Linked DNA regions of Mus musculus: region 2 is linked to region 1. The links are chromatin contacts, called in public Micro-C maps. All regions are on one chromosome and are shown on one strand. Each heading gives the region's core, a stretch centred on a gene start, on an enhancer-like site or on the middle of the called end of the contact. The rest is flanking DNA. Distances are from core to core; before and after follow the strand shown.

Region 1 (3,728 bases), core at 108-2,607:
TTTTTAATGTACATGGGTCTGATGAGGATAGGGTAATGCATAGGTAAAGCCCTTAAATGCATCTCTAGAGCTAAGAAGGCAAGTGCTGTGCTGCAGTCAGATCTGAAGTATGTTTTTTAATGGGTTAATTGGGGAGTAATATGGAAATGCTTTAAAAAAAATGATTGTTTGAAGCCCGTCTTATGTTAGCTTTGGACGCTTGTGGGAAATAGTATAAAAGCTTAGGTTCTGGATAAAAGAACATCTGAGTGTAAGTTTGTTCTCAAGGACTGAACTAAGCTCACATTCCATTGGGGAAAAAGTAACTTATAACAGGTAGTTGTTTAATAGTGTATATGTCTCTTATGCTTCATAGATATACCTGTGTAATGCTGTAAAGTGATCTGGAGAGATGGGTATGATGACTCAAACCTGTAACCTAGTACTTTTCAGCTCTAACAGAATGGCTGCCACAAGTTCAAGGCCAGCCTAAACTACAAAGCAAAACCTTGTCTCAAAAACAAACAAACAAACAAGCAAACAAACAACAAGCCAGGCAGTGGTGGCATACACCTTTAATCCCAGCACTCGGGAGGCAGAGGCAGGTGGATTTCTGAGTTCGAGGCCAGCCTGGTCTACAGAGTGAGTTCCAGAACAGCCAGGGCTACACAGAGAAACCCTGTCTCAAAAAAACCAAAACCAAAACAAAACAAACACAAAACCAAAAACAAACAAACAACAAAAAAGATCCTTAATAGATACCAATGGCAAATTAGTAAAAATATGTCCTTGTACGGGATATAAGAATTATTTACATGGGCTTTTACTGAATATGACATATTGACTATAAACATTTGCACAAACATTTGAGCAAATCAAATCACAGAGAAGTTTACAGCATAATAATAAAGTCTGGCTTTCTTTCTTTGAATGTACCTGGTCTTCTCATTCTGAAATTACTGACTGCATTGAAAAGGCTGTGCACAGGAGCACACATGGAGAAAAGTGTAGAGCAGAGACTGAAGGGAAGGCCACCCAGAGACTGTCCCACTGGGGATTCGTCCCATATGCAGTTAACAATCCCAGACACCATTGTGGATGCCAAGAAGTGCATGCTGAAAGGAGCCTGATCTGGCTGTCTCCTGAGAGGCCCTTCCAGAGTCTTACAAATACAGAGGTGGATGCTCACAGCCAACCACTGGACTGAGCGTGGGGTCCCCAATAGAGGAATTAGAGAAAGAACTGAAGGAGTGGAAGGGGGTTTGCAACTCCATAGAAGAACAACAATATCAACCAACCAGTCCCCCAAGAGCTCCCAGGGACTAAGCCATCAACAAAGGAGTACACATGGCTCTATCTGCATATGTAAGCAGAGGATGGCCTCCCATCAATGAGAGGAGAGGTCCTTGCTCCCATGAAGGATCAATAGATGCCCCAGTGTAGGGGAACTGAGGGTGAGGAGGTAGGAGTGGGTGAGTGGGTGGAGGAACATCCTTTTAGAAGCAGGGGGAAGAAGGGGGGGATAGGGGGTTTCCGGGAGGGAGGGAAACTGGGAAAGGGGATAACATTTGAAATGTAAATAAAGACAATATCCAATTAAAAAAAAAAGGCTATATGAAAGGTTGGGGTTTGCTATATTTCCACTTCACAAAAATAACTGAAAGTTTGATATGTTGAAATAGAGAGAGAGAGATGAAAATTTGCTACCACTTCTGCTGTGTTCCCTCTACAATACTTCTCTACGTGAAGAATCATGTTCGAAATAAGTTTGTGGGCTCATTAGTCTTTTTTTTTCCTTAAAATTGATTTATGTATAAGTGCTCTATCTGCATGTACATCTGCATGCCAGAAGAGGGTATCGGATCCCAGTATAGATGGTTGTGAGCTACCATGAAGTTGCTGGAAATTGAACTCAGAACCTCTGGAACAGCAGACAGTTCTCTTAATGGCTGAGCCATCTCTCTAGTCCCTCATTTAGTTTTCTTAAATTTCTTGAGCCATCTGGGCTCTCTTAATTTTTGTTTCGAAATTTTTTGAATGAGATTGACCATATTAAAGGAGAAATGGCTTGTGATAGGAAGATTACAGGTACACAGCTACAGCACAGCAATGATGTGGGTTTCATCTATCAATTTTCATATAAGTAAAATATATCTTTAAATCTCACAATATTTATCTGACATCTTTTATTATAATAAATATGATCAAGTACTGCTAATTCACAATGATAAGCAAGCATTAAAAATAGCAGTTTGTGCCCTGTCTGGTCTCAGTTGATGTGTGGGAATGGGGTATGAGAAGTACTTCCCCTCCTCAAAAGAGAAGGGGAAAGTGGAATGAAGGGTGGGGTAGGACTTGTGTGAGGGGTACTGGGAGGAGAGAAAGGTCTGATAATGGGTTGTAAAGTGAATAAATAAATGAATTTTTAAAACTGGTGGTTTGAACAAATACTTTTGAATTAAAATTTGTTATCTTATTCTTTAAAGTATTTTTAAAAGTGCTGTTGTGTGGTGATTTGGATGTAAAACAGTACAGATTGACACACTCAGAAGGTCAAGTGTCTGACTTCTTTTGGCTCTCCTAATTTTCTTCCTATGTGATTTTCTTAATATTTTTGTATCTGGATTTTCTATTTATCTTACATATAAAAGTTTCTTGTCATCAATATGAACTAACCAGGACCCCAGAGCTCCTTGGAACTAAACCACCAATCAAAGAAAACACATGGTGGAACTTGTGGCTCTAGCTGTATATGTAGCAGAGGATGGCCTAGTTGGTCATCTATGGGAGGAGAGGCCCTAGGTCCTGTGAAGGTTCTATGCCCCAGTATAGGGGAATGCCAGGGCCAGGAATGGGAGTGGGAGGGTTGGGGAGCAGGGGGGAGGGGATAGGGGATTTTCGGAGGGGAAACTAGGAAAGGGGATAACATTTGAAATGTAAATAAAGAAAATATCTAATAACAATGAAAAAATTTTAAAAAGTACATGCAAGTCTAATTAATAGGCATTTGTAATGTTATCAGTGTAATGATGAAGAGAAATATCTGGCACATTCTGATATAATCACATAGCAAAGTGAAGCAGCTGAAAAATGGAAATAAAATGTAAAAAAAATTTAAAGTTTCTGAAGTGTTCCTGTTTTTCAGGGTGAATGTTACTGTCTCTTTCCCATCTGCCCTGGGTTCCAGCCTTGATGGCCTGTCTTGTCTCTGCAGTGTATACTCAGGACACCAGTCCATTCTGATCCCACCCTCTGAGCTGGAGACCAATCCTGCCTTGTGGCTTCTTGCTGTGAGTCAATACAAAGTCCGGGATACCTTCTGTTCCTATTCGGTGATGGAGCTTTGCACGAAAGGGCTGGGCTCACAAACTGAGTCCCTCAAGGTAAACAGCCTCTCTTATGGCCTCAATGCTCACCAGAACTCCAGGCCACTCTAGTCTTGAGAAAGGACACTCGCACACTTGATGAGGCAGCATATTCCTTCCAAAGAGCTGACGTGTGATCTGCTTGCAGATTGATTTAGAAGAAGTTAAGGTTTTAGGTTTTCCTCATGAATACTTACCCACTGTCAGATACTAGTAAGAATTGTGAAAGTACTTTGTCCTCAATTTCTCCAGTATTTGTCAAAAGATGTAAATTGTCTCTGTTCCTAGCTAGATTTGGTGTTCAAGTAGAAAATGTTTATGTGATCAGCTTTCATTGGCTGGAAGGCCCTTATTTGAAGGTCTGCACTGTAACAAAAATTTATT
Region 2 (3,960 bases), core at 175-2,674, 130 kb after region 1:
CTCGCCTGCAGCCCCGGGAGAGCGACGGACACCGGTCTCGGGTCTCAGGGGCGTTCGCTTTCATCGCTCCCCGTCCGCCCGCTCGCTACACGCTCCGCGCAAAGGCCCCAGGGCCTGGCCAAGCGGGAGGCGCGGGGACCGGGCGGGAGGAGCTCACAAGACTCCGCGGCTTCCCGGAGCCAGCAGGCCGCGCGCGGCTCTCCGCGGCCTTCCCGCGGGCCTGCTCCTCACGTCAGCCGGAGGTACAAGGTGCTGGACAGAGGAAACGCGCCCACCCCTCAGGCCTCACCGGCCTGGGGCCGTGCCTGACGCCACCGGCAGCCGCCGCCCGCCCGCCCGGGAGCCCGGGGCCCCGGCAGCCACCACAGCTCAGGCCGCGCTGCCGCCGCCGCGGATGCCTCCGCCCTCCCCGCCGCCCAGCCGCCCCGCCGCCGCCGAGCTTTCCCCACCATTATGCTGCGCTCCGTCGCCGCCGCCGCTGCCGCCGCCGCGCCCGGCCCTCCCTCCGGAGCCGCCTCCTTCCCGCCGCCCGGCGCCTCTCGGGCCTCAGCCGGCGACGGGCGCGGGGGGCGGGGGGGACGCAGGCCGCCGCCTCCTCCTCCCCGCCATCTCCTCCCTCCTCCCCGGCTCCCCCCGCTGGCTCAGCGCGGAGGGCTCGGGGCTCGAGGGGCGCCATGTTGGCGGCGGCTTCCACCACAGAAAAAAAAAAAAAAAAATGCCTCGGCGCGCGCCGGGGCGAAACCGGGCGAGGCGGCCGGGGCGTCGCGCGCCGGCTGGAGGCCTGGCCCGCCGCGCGCTCTCGCTCGCTCGTTCGTTCGCTCGCTCACTCACCGCGTCTCCTCAGCCCGACGGCGGCGCGGGGCCTGCGGGGCTGCAGAGGACGCCTGGGGGGCAAAGTTGGCATCCCCCAACCAAGAGGCGGTTCACACGGTGCGGGCGCGGCGGCCGGCCCGGCTCGCGGCCTCCTCGGAGTTCATTGTGTGCGCTTGAGTGTTTCCCCGCGCGGGGCCGGGCCGGGCGAGCGCGGGGCCGGGCCGGGCGAGCGCGGGGCCTGGGCCGAGCTGCGCACGGGGGGCTCTAGCGGCCGGCGCGGGACTTGCGCGGCCCGCGCTGTCTCCCCGCCCCGAGGCCGGGGGAGCCCGCCGCACCCGCTCCTACCTTCCCTCGACCTGTCTCCGGCGCCTCGCTGAGAAATCGGTTTCAGCATATTCTAAGGGGGTCCACACACGAACTCCATGTCAACACACACGTGCGAGCTACGTACGTGCAGGCGCGCTGGAGGCGAGCACCGAGACACGAGGGTAGCATTGTTAGGATCCGGCCAAGCCCGGTGGGCTGCGTTGCAGCTTGCGGTGTGGACCCGCTCGGCACTTTGCTTGGCTCCTAATGGCTCCGTGTTGGACAAGCACTCGCCCGTGTACTACTGACCCGAGTGGGTAAGACGGTATCCCTCGCTTTCCAATCCTGTGCTCAAAAAAAAAAAAAAAGTTGCAAAGACACCCGAGTTCCCCGTCTCAAATATGCACAAGTGGGACGTTTAGAAAGAATGGACCACCCATTATCACTCTGGTTAGAACATTACAAATTGCTGTGAGGAGTAGGTTATCTTTTCTAGTGAGCAATTCTAGATCTAATCAGAGGAGAGCCCTTAAGCTATATGGCTTTAAAAGTCTTGGGGGAAAAGTCAAAGCATATACAGATGTCATACGTTGTCCTAACAACCTTTGCCTGCTAGGAGTTTAAAAGGGGAAACCCATTAGCTAAGATTGCCTGTCCCTATTCTCATTGGATAGATGTACCTGAAAAATCACTGGCGACGCCCCTAGAAATCTAGGGTTCTTATACAAATTATCCATCTGTTTACAGTGCTGATCTCTAAGTTAGAACTTACTTAGAGTAGCATTGAGTTGGCTTTTTGAAGTACACCAGTCAAACGGTCTTTCAAACTGTTAACAGTTCTGCCACTGATACCAGCATCGCAGAGAGAAGTGTTTGCTCTTTTGATGTTTGTTTCTGGCTTCCCCCCGCCCCCACTTCTAAGATCATGAAGTATTTATAATTCATTTAAATAATAAAATATGGCATGGCTGGACAGCAAGATTGCTCAGCAAATAAAGCCACTCACCACCAAGCCTGAAAGTCTGAGTTCAAGCCCCAGGACCCACCTGTGTGATGGAATGAAAGAACCAGTTTATTTCAGAAGTCGCCCTTAAACTAGATGGGTGGACTAAAGGATGCCAGGGGAAATCATGCCGTATTGGATTGGACTGCTGGACTGGAAATCACTTCTTTAAGTGAATCACCTCTTTTTTAAAAAAAGGTCTTCTTTCAGCTGTAGAGGAATGCCTACTTCTATATTTCTATGTAGTTTGCAGAAGCTACTCAAGTATGAAAATTTTTCTGTGTGGGGGGGAGGGAAAGAGGGAGGGACACACACACTCACAGAGAGAGAGAGAGAGAGAGAGAGAGAAGGGGGGAGGGAGAGAGGGAGAGAGAAATACAGTTTAGGAAAACAAAGTGACTCCCCCCAGTTATACAGAATAGAAATAGCTTCTATTTTTACATATAACTCTCTTAGATAGCCTATCTATAAGATTTCCTATTTCTTTGCTATAGTTTCCCAGCCCAACAGCTTTATTAACTGCATTTGTCTGTCAACTGGGTGAGTATATGAGGGTGGGTCAGAAGGCCAGTGGCTGGAGGTTGGACGGAGGTTTGGAAGACCAAAGTAATGTAGTTGTTTCTGTGCAACCTGTGACATACTCTGGATTTATGTACTGGGTTGTGAAAGAAGGCAAAAGGTTGAGGGGTCTGAGGGGAGAAATTGGAGACAGGAGGAATGATGGAGTTGAGGGATGGTTTGCATCAATCCACATGTGTTTCACAGACTCTCACACAGCCCTGCATTCTTCCTTGGCCACAATCAATACACCCTATGCTACACAATTTCAATTGAGCATACTGCTTCTTTCACATTCTGCTTTGAGAAAAATCATGGAAAGAAGACAGACTATTCAAGCAATTAAGAATGGAAATTGTCTGTCGGGGAAATGAATTATATTCTTACTTTATATTCTTTTTTTTTTTTTTACAAAGTCCAAATGACTTAAGTTGAAAAAAAAAGCTGAAATATTATCCAAAGCTAGAAAAAAACATATAGGTGAATATTTGTGATATTTTGAGTAAAGAAAAAATATCCAAAATTCTCCAGGGATGGGTTGGGGAAGCATGTATTAAAGAAAGTCACACAGAGAGACTAATAATGTTCGTTGACTGAAAAGGTGCATAAACCAAGCGTGGTCTCAATCAAAATTCTGTTTATGAGAAGTTCCTTCTTGTGCACTTTACCCTGGGTTTTGTTTTGTTTTTGTTTTTGTTTTCTTAGTAAAGTTCCGTGAGTATTTCTTGGAACTCAAGAAGAGTCACATTCACTGTCATAGACAGTTGAAGTCTCTTGTGAGTTCTGAGAGCTCTTGCTGTTGCTGGTTGTAGTAGCTGCTCAGGCACCCCTGCCACTGAAGTGCAGTGTTTTCTGTTTTGCTTTTACTGCTATTCTTGGCTTGATACCTCTGTTTTGCATTAAAGGGTGGATGACCTAAACCCTGAGTCATTTCGATAGCTCTCCTCCAAGAGCATAAACTCAAGGGCACAGTGTAGCACCATCTATCTATGTAGAGCTCCAGGAACTCAGCAGAAAGAGCACAGCATGGAGAGCGAGTAAACAGCAAGCATCTGGCCATGGTGGTCGGGTTACTGGTGTAAAACGAGTCACTTCCTACAAAGCAACTTTCCTAAAGCTCAGTCTACTGAGTTCCTCCCTCTCCTCCTCCAAACCACAAGCTCATGTGTCGGGCTCCATTGCCACATCTCCAGGTTCAGCACCAGGTAAACTAAAAGTGCTACAGGGGAGTTGGCGGGCTCACTAAAAGCAAAGCTCTGATAAGATACAATGTTAATAGC

The links. A called contact is a pair of places that touch in the nucleus more often than the background predicts.
Region 2: a Micro-C map of embryonic stem cells shows a contact between it and region 1, with 2.2 times the contacts expected there. The contact joins the promoter of Zmynd11 here to the enhancer-like site in region 1. A contact is called at or near these places in 2 of 39 promoter capture datasets (the C10 cell line and neural stem cells), 1 of 484 Hi-C or Micro-C datasets (embryonic stem cells), 2 of 115 datasets of contacts at active chromatin or transcription factors (the NIH/3T3 cell line and bone marrow-derived macrophages) and 1 of 9 other capture datasets (pancreatic islet).

Annotation. Positions count from the first base shown.
Region 1 is chr13:9,631,529-9,635,256 of GRCm38.p6, forward strand. It overlaps Dip2c (disco interacting protein 2 homolog C), which reads left to right. Exons shown (of 37, transcript NM_001081426.2): 30 at 3,194-3,362. Among named protein-coding and RNA genes, the nearest start is that of Gm36423, 41 kb to the right of the region's middle. Within about 2 kb of position 1,358, at least 2 of the 459 cell types and tissues checked have an H3K27ac peak or open chromatin away from gene starts, as enhancers often do. A contact at or near this core is called in embryonic stem cells, where this site is marked.
Region 2 is chr13:9,763,897-9,767,856 of GRCm38.p6, forward strand. It overlaps Zmynd11 (zinc finger, MYND domain containing 11), which reads right to left and starts at 1,425. Exons shown (of 15, transcript NM_001199141.2): 1 at 1,159-1,425.